Linked DNA regions of Mus musculus: region 2 is linked to region 1. Evidence: chromatin contacts called from public HiChIP or PLAC-seq data. All regions are on one chromosome and are shown on one strand. The core of a region is the stretch at or near the end of the contact, and the rest is flanking DNA. Distances in the headings are between cores, read along the strand shown.

The links. HiChIP or PLAC-seq counts read pairs in DNA pulled down with a chosen protein or histone mark.
Region 2: a contact with region 1 is called in an H3K4me3 HiChIP or PLAC-seq map of the SCID.adh cell line, with 7 times the contacts expected there. The contact joins two enhancer-like sites. A contact is called at or near these places in 17 of 484 Hi-C or Micro-C datasets (CD8 T cells, the CH12 cell line, Th1 cells and 13 more) and 6 of 115 datasets of contacts at active chromatin or transcription factors (the HPC-7 cell line, the SCID.adh cell line, astrocytes and 3 more).

The regions. Positions count from the first base shown.
Region 1 is chr9:50,332,098-50,336,343 of GRCm38.p6, forward strand. No RefSeq gene overlaps it. Among named protein-coding and RNA genes, the nearest start is that of Gm39336, 32 kb to the left of the region's middle. Within about 2 kb of position 1,509, at least 8 of the 459 cell types and tissues checked have an H3K27ac peak or open chromatin away from gene starts, as enhancers often do. A contact at or near this core is called in the SCID.adh cell line, where this site is marked.
Region 2 is chr9:50,450,726-50,455,323 of GRCm38.p6, forward strand. No RefSeq gene overlaps it. Among named protein-coding and RNA genes, the nearest start is that of Gm32462, 33 kb to the right of the region's middle. Within about 2 kb of position 1,901, at least 108 of the 459 cell types and tissues checked have an H3K27ac peak or open chromatin away from gene starts, as enhancers often do. A contact at or near this core is called in the SCID.adh cell line, where this site is marked.

The sequences.
Region 1 (4,246 bases), core at 259-2,758:
TACAATACTTGTTGGTCTGGAGTCCCTGCTGACTCGTGCCAAGGCTGAGGCCTGGCTGTCTCTGCTAGGTAGTACCACTGCTGCTGATAAGTGTTTGCTATCCTGAACTAGACTATTGGTGTATCCATGAAATGTTTGCAAGTGGATCAAACTGCCGCTGCTGACCTGTGAGCTGAACTGCTAATTTCCAGACAACACGGATGGGAGTTGCTCCAAAGAACCTTTCTAAACAGGTCCACACCCCTCCCATCCTTTCTTTCCCACTATCTCTGGTGGGTGGTGGGCTAGAAGGAAGGTTAAAGCATTTAAGAGCCATCATTAAAAGTTGTATTTGAAAAAAAATTAAAGTTACACCACGCCCAACACCATGCCAGTTCAAGCCCTCCAACAACAACAATGTGAATCACCCACAAGACATAAATCAAGGTCTTCTCTCTTAATTCAGGGGCGTTTTAAGCTGGCAGATTTGGCTCTGCTAGATGGTACTGATCCAACACAAGCCCAACTAATTAGACAGGCTTCATCTTGAAGAAAAGGTTGTTTCTGGCTGCATCTCTGTCTCCTCTGCCTTCCTTTACCACTTGTTAAGGTCCCATACCAGCTCCTTTAAGGAAACGATTCTCATTATCCCTCGTTCAAGCATAACTGTCTCTATTAACAAAAACACAACACCCAAGCCCTCTCAAAAGTAGCTAGAATTTACCAGGATTCAATGGGATCCAATGGATTTTTTTTTCCTTATGCTCCAAATCTAAGTGGCCCTTGTCACTATCAGAATGACTAAAATCCAGACAGCCACATCAAGGGGTTGTGAAAAAAGTGCAGCTTCCACACATTGCTGTTGTCAGTGGAGATGTTAAACACCCAGCAACAATGTGGCCCATCCACTCTACCCCTAGATGGCTCACAAGAGACACGGGAAGAAAAAGCAAGAAAGGTTTACATAAAAGTTCTCAACAGCATCACTCAAATGGTTCACACAGCAAACGAGTTGAATGTCTTTCAACAGCTGAATGGCAAAACCAATTGTGTCACAAGCATACAATGGACGACTACTCAGTGATAAAAGAAACATGGAACAACATGGCAAAACTTAAAATAGCCATGCTCACCGAAAGAAACTGGACTGTGTACTAGTATATCCCACTTGTATAAAAGCGGAGAGAGTTACAGCTATTTATCAGTGACAAAAGGTAGAAGATTTATTGACTGCAAATAAAATAGACTATTAAGGGATAGGAAGGGATTATAAAGAAAACGGGGGAATGCTCATGAATTTGTGTATTACCTTAAATGTGATGATTGTTTTGTAGGTACATACTTGTATCAAAACTTAGCAAATTCTACACTATAAACATGTGTGATTCCTGTACTTTATTTTAAAAAAAAATCTAAATGCTGTGGCAGAGAGAGCTTGGTCCTATCTAAGGAAAAAGCAAGAGAGCTATCTAGCATGCCTTTACATTGCACCTCCACACCAGCCACCAGGTGGCACCAATCCCGACCGTGTACTTTAAACTTCACTCTGACTGTCCTCCGCTCTAAATGGTACATTTGCATCATGCCCCTCCCCTTAGGACTCAGGAATCTTTATAGAGAAGTGGGTGGAGAGACTGTAAGAGCTGGAGAAAGTTGATGTCTAATAGCAAAACAATTTTTGCCAGGAGTGATAGCGCAATTGCAAGTGTGAGCTCACACGCACAGCAGCCGGGACTACATGCACCAGACTGCATGCAGAGGACTGCACACAATCAGGCTAGCCACGATCCCACCACACATGCCAGAAGCAGGGCACCTCACGGAATCCCATCCCTAATTTCCCTAGACCAACAGTCTAGTTCAGTAGAATCAGGATATCAAACACAAATCAGTAGCTGTTTGACTACTGATGGCTTCCGGGGTAGGGACAGTCAGTTTTCTTCAGGAATCCAGGGCCTCAGAGACTCCCCATGCTCCAGGAGGGTCCCTAACCAGTGTCCACAGAAGCAATATTAAATAGACACCATGGGGATTAAAAAAAAGAGTTTAGGAACCTGGGAGGAGATTTCAGTAAGAGGGGTGTGAATGGGATTTCAGGAGAGGGAATAGGAAGTCGATTTGATCAAAACACATTCCATACATGTGTAAAATGCTTAAACAGTAAATTGCTAAGGTTTAAAATATGCAAAACAAACACACCCTCAAAAATAAATTTACACTAATTATTTTGGCTTTGGCTTTTTTGCTCACTTCTCAACAGATACTAGTAAGAAAAACCCTTGGAGAAAATAGTCTATTGCTTTTCTGCCCACGTGTATTAAGCACCTACAGGAAGGCACAGGGTGATTCTGTGGAGTAGAGGGGCACAGGAGAACGAAATGAAGAAAATGAATACACGGTATCCAAGTGCCCTCATCCGTGGCTGGCAGTCTGGGGCTGGCATTCTGACGGCTCAAACAGTCTCGTGGTAGGGGTAAGAATGGCGGTGTGCTAGCTGAATTTTTCACCTTTCAAGTAATTAGATGGCATCTAACAGACAAGCAGAGCTTGGCACAGAAACTGAAATTAGTGTGGTGTTCTCAGGGAGAGTAAGCAGGGCAGAAAGAAGAGCCTGTAGAGTGGAGGCCATTGTTGGCGAGCGGGTGTGGGTGAGTGGAGGCCATTGCTGCAGAGTAGGTGTGGGAGAGGGGGGTCATATGAGACCACAGAGGGATGCTCTTGGGAGATGTCTGATGCTAGAGAGAAATGGGCCTTCAAGAGGGACTTGACATTTTAACAGGAGGAAGGCGTGATGAGATGCAACACAGAAAATGAGCAGAGGGGATGGGTTGGGTCTGCATGAGACTGAGCCCAAGCCGAGGGCTGGCAGGATCACAGCCATCTGGGTCATGGCTTGTGAAGCACTGACCTCAGGGAAGAAAATTAGCCATGTGGAAATAGCAAACAGCAAAGTGTAGGTAGTCCTTCTAGGTTCCTCTCAGGGACAAACTAACGATGCAGTCATCAGATATTTCTGGCATCTTAGTTAAGATTAAGTGACATATTTTATCTGATAAGCAGAGAATTTGTAGACACTTGAACTGTCGTTAATTAAAGTTTGGCATCAGAGCATGGGTTTGAAAGTCAATAATTTGAGAGCCTGTGCCCCTATGTCACTGCCCACCATCATCATCATCACAATCACCATCACCCTCATTACCACCATCACCACCACCACTATCACTACCATCACAATCCCCATTACCACCACCATCACCCTCACCATCACTATCACATCCACCACCACCATCACCATCAGCTAAAGAATAAGGAGAAAGAAAAGGAAGTGCCACTAGATTACAAAATGAAAAATCAGTGAAACTAGTAATTATTTTTAAGAAAGTACAAGAAAGGAAAGGGTTAAAGGAACCCTACAAACTCTAACCTTTGGAGGAAGTAAGTGTGTGTGTGTGTGTGTGTGTGTCTGTGTCTGTGTGTGTGTGTCTGTGTGTGTGTGTGTGTGTGTGTGTGTGTCTGTGTGTGTCTGTGTGTGTCTGTGTGTGTCTGTGTGTTTTCAAAATTATAATTATCTGTGAAAATGGTCTAAAGACTAGAGCTGATTCTAGCATCGAGGTCAGTGGTTTAGCAGAAACAGAAATGGGAAGTGGATGCTAAGATTTTGAAATGACAAGAGTTTCTCTTTTACTTAAAGCCAATACTGAAAGGCAGGGGCTGAGTCCCACCAAAAACTAGAAGTTTAAACAGACAGCTTTTTTTTTTCATACAGAAAAAGAGAGAAAAGTTTGGAAACTAAAATTGAGAAATAGATATGCCGATGATCAGTTAAACGTGGCTATTTAATCTGTACATTTATCTCTTTGCACTCCCAAGACCCCTTACTAACATGAGAACAGGGGATTAAAATCTTCCAAGCCTACAGGGACAAAGAAGGTAGAAAATGAGCAATGGCACCAGATGATGAATGATGGGAAGGGAAGGCATTCGAAGACCAAAGAGAGCTGCATCCCAAGTACACAGGAAGGGCAGGATGTGGCTCCAGGAAGGAACATCACCAATCAGAGGAGGAAATCGGTCATCGTAGGACTCTCCTACGTCTCATACAGCCAGCCTTACATGAGCTGGTGGGTCATCTCCTCCTTCAGGGAGACCAGGCCAGCAGTAGTGTGAAGATCAGATACCCAAGTAAATCAGGGCCTTGTGAAGATCATGGTCCTGGCTTCCTCTTATTGTTCTCTCTGAGCTACAGTGCTAAGTGGACAGATCTCAG
Region 2 (4,598 bases), core at 651-3,150, 120 kb after region 1:
ACACACACACACACACACACGTGCATATGCACCCCCCACACATACACGTGCACACACAGACAGAAAAATTAAAAAGGAACATTATAGAATACTTGCCTCAAACTAACATTAGATGTAATACTAACTCTCGACTGGCCAATGGCATGCTCAGAGATCTCCCACGTGAAGATTTCCCTAACCCCTAAGTTGTCATGTCCTGCACTATGCGCTGGCCGCACTGGAATACATATACTCTATACTGGATTACAGTATTACTTGTCTTGATCTCTGTGGTGTGTTAATCAAAGGGGTGTTATGAGTATAGAAAGTCCACAGTAACATTGCACAAAGTTCCCAACAGCATCTACTTTATAATACTTCTTAGACAAATGGGGCTAGTGGGGGGTTGGGGGAACCAATCTTTCCTCCTCGAGACACCAGGCAGGTCAACCAGTGTTATACTGTCAGCATCATTAAAAATCATCCACTGTTAATCCCTTTATGTTCTCATTGTGAGCCCTCCTTCTGATGTCCATTGGCCTGTAAGTAAGGAAAGACGTTTGGGTGTAAGGTAGTGTGATTCCCTAATTGACAGCTGTTGGACTCTCCCTAGCTGCCCCACGCCCTTGAGCAAAACAAGTAGATTTCAAACAGACAGCAAGACTACCACGGCCATTTTGAACACCCTGCTGAGCCCTAAGGAAGGGTATATGTCCATCACAGCTGCTAGCTCTGCCTCCTGAACGTGTGGCTCCACGCAGGATGGATTTAAGCCACTTGCACTGAATTTTTTAGCTGTCACAAGGTTTAGTGAACTTTAAATGATAGAAACATTTCCACCTAGACCAGAGAAAGCCCCAGGACCCAACAAGGGAACGCTATGGTTGATGCTAAAGGGCATGATTGGTGCAAATACAACAGTCATTTTCATGTGGAGTGTGCTGTGATTGGTACAAACTCCCTCTCCCTCTCTCCCTCTCTCCCTCTATTTCTCCCTCTCTGCCTTTCTCCCTCTCCCTCCCTCTCTCCTTCTCCCTCCCTCTCTCCTTCTCCCTCCCTCTCTCCTTCTCCCTCCCCCCTCTCTCTCCCCCTCTCTCTCTCCCACTCTTCCTCTCTCTCCTCCCTCTCTCTCCCTCCCTCTACCCCCCCTCTCTCTCTCTTGCTATACCAGCAGGCTTCTCAGCTCACTCGGTCAGTTACCTACTAGACCCTCTCTGTGCAGCCTCCCCCAGTGTTGCAATATCAGACCACAAAATGCTTCTCTTGAGTGATCAGTTCTTGGACTGAGCTAGAACCACAAAGGAAGAAGCGGCAGATGGCAGAGCCGGAGGAGTGGCAGCAGCCATGACAGCTGGGTGACAGACAGAATAAGAGGCAACGGTGGTGGAGGGGCAGCTTAGCTCAGAGCCGGAGCTAAGCAGCTGTCAGACTGGTCTGCAAAAGCAAAAAGAGGTAGCCGGCCACTTGACAGCCAAGCAAGGGGTGGCTAGAGAGTTCCGGACAAAGCAGGAATAAGGTGACGACAGAAGTAGAAAGGTCAGTGAACTGAGGCTAGGGAAGAATGGAAAGATGTAAAGACCCAGGGAGGAAAAGCTTCAGACTCTGGTCACTGGAAGAGTGTAAACCAGAAAGCTGTAAAACATTTAGGTCTGGGTCTCAGACACCCTAATCCTGGGAACCAGCTGTAGCACTGCCGTAACACAGCCGTAACCAGGCCTGCCAAGAAGCTGAAACAGGCAGGCACTCACTCGGGAATCTCCACTCCCTGGGCTCACACAACAGGTGCAACACTTGAGAAACTAAGGGTTTTAGTAGCCTAGGCTCTCTACCATTTCAGCCAAGGATCTCAATGTGCAGAGCATTCACGAGAGTCTGACACTAGAGGGCGCCACCAGCTGCTTCTGCTGCTCCTGCCTACAGCTCAGTACTGCAGCGCCACACTGCGGAATAGATAGATACACTGGGCTCCCAGGCCAACATGGAAGAGCCTCTCTTCGCCCACCCACAACATCCGGCTGACCAAAGGACTCCAGCCAGCTGATCGGTAACACTTGCAGTGACTATGCACTGGCCGCGCTGTGCCATACCTGTCACATAACCTGTGGTTGTATACATTGTTACTGCACATCAGCCTTCTCGAAATTTTCTCTGAGAGCCACATTTTTGCAAGTTATAAAATTACCTTTCAAGCCATGTGTAATATAAGATCAAAGTCTTCGCATCAAATTTCTCTAAAATGTTATGGTCCACAGGTCGCAAGTTCCCTTATCTATAGCAGTTAGAGTAAGGATATAGGCAATTCTGAGTAATTCTGTAGCTGACCTCAATAGTATTTACGTTATTTAGTTGTAACAACGTTTTAATAACTATTTCAACAAAACATGAAAGACCAAAGCCTCTTCAAGGGTAAGCCAAGGAAGAGATTATACTCGAGTGCATCTCTGCCTATTGAATACCCAGGCTCACATAGCAAAAGCTGTGGGAGGGGCAGCGAGGTGTCCCACTGGGAAAAGTGCCTGCCGTGCAAAGCTCGTGATGTGAGTCTGATCCCCAGAACCCACATAAAGGTGGAAGGAAATGACTGGCTCCACAAAGTTGTCTTCTGACCTCTACACGTGTGCCGTGGAACATGTATACACATACACACACCACACCTACATCATCACCATCACCACCATCATCCTCAAATTCATCTCAAGGTTTATCCATCCAAATCAGTCAGGACAGTGGAACTCAGCCTCAGGCTCCTTTTAAATCCTTTAAACCTTAGATCTATGCAGCTATACTGACTGAGCATTTATAGTTACTGTATTTAAAGACTTTCAAACAGGACAACACAGATCATTTTTCATCACTGTTTCTTTTTACACTGACATTTTGTAGCAAGAAAGAAAAATAGACAAATAATGACAAACTTGAATCCACACTGACATCTTCACAGAATCCAACTTCCATTCACTGAAAGACATTTCCTCAATACACCCATTTTGTTTCTAATCTGTATTAACTCACACCTCTAGCTGTCATATCAAAATACAATTTAAAACATATTTTCCCCATCCATTTGCATCTCCAAGACACTCATACTTTACTCTCCAATTTTCAGGAAGAGAAAGACAAAATCGAGGTGGCTGGGACAATCCTAAACAGAAAGGTGTTTTGTTAAATGTTAGTGCGTCTGCTGTAATGAGTTCCATCAGCCTGCATGCTACTGAAGACAGTGATTCTGTGCCCTAATAATTTTTTTCCATGCAAAAGCAAGAGGTTTATTTTCTGGCGCATTGGGGTCAACCTTCAATTAGTCCCTTGAGGCCAGTAACTAGAGGGCGACCCCCAAATGGCTATTACAAGCATTTTTTTATATTTTTAGGGGCACAGGTTACATCAGCAAGGTTACAGTTTAAGTATTGGCTAAGCATGTTGACCTTTAAATCTATTGGCCAGCAAGCGTGGGCAGATCTGCACCCTAATAATTTAGGTTCACATTTAATACTACAGCCACCTCCCACGGCGTAGGTGCCTACAGTGTCTATGAAAATGTTAAAAGGCTCTGATGGGGCGGGGTGTGGAGGGGCACGCGTATAATCCCAGCTTTCAGTGGGGGGTGCTGAACGGAGAAGACATAGAGTTCCAGGGTCCCCGAGTGAGATCCGTGTGATAGAAAGAGAAAACCAGCCCTCATAAATTACCTCTGACTGTCACTATACACTGTGACCCGGGTGCCTGCCCTGCCACACACACACACACACACACACACACACTCCACAAAATATAATTTAAAACAATTACTTTGGCACTGCCTTTTTAAAAGTAGAATTAATGAAACAATTAGTGTAGTCGTGCCTGGGACAAGACTGTCATTGTTCAGGGACAATGATTTTGTGGAAGCCATGAGGGCCAAAGAAGCAACTGAGATGCAAATGAATCCTTAGCCGTTCTACCAGCTACTAAGGACAGTGCCAACACTCCAGGAAGCACTCTGCAATCACCCAAAGCCTTTTGATGTGAGAGTGTTTCAGCCTCATCCTAGACAAATGGCAACTACAAATACCACCTTGCTTGCAAGGGTGAACGCAGAAACAGCCTTCCCTACCAGGTCTCCTGGGAATTACATCAAATGGAATAACCCAAGCACAAAGACAGAACAAGACCATTCTACACTACCACAATGGCATGTCCACCTCCTTCAGAATGCAATAGCTTATAAAGCAGACTGACTCATTCACCAAAGTAAGTTACTGAGTGCCTTCCATGAGCACTGTCATACAAGCTAATGAGAGTGAGATCAGGCAAGGAACTCAATAGATGTGGCTCCTGTCTGGCCAAGAACTCCAACATGAAACAGCTATCTACATAACTGTTTTGTTATAGGTATAGAATGTCATAAAATCATATAATAGAGGCCCTGATCCAAAACAAATGTACTTACCGGAACAAGAAAAGCCAAAGTCTTGCCAGATCCGGTTTTGGCAGCTCCAAGCACATCTTTACCCTATGGTCTGCCTCTGTATCTCTGTTACCACACGGTACTGCGCTTCCTGCAAACCTGGCAGCGTGGAGAGAAGAGTGAAGCTTCAGAAACTTACTGTAGGATGGCTCTACAGGCTGGGCTGTGTGCC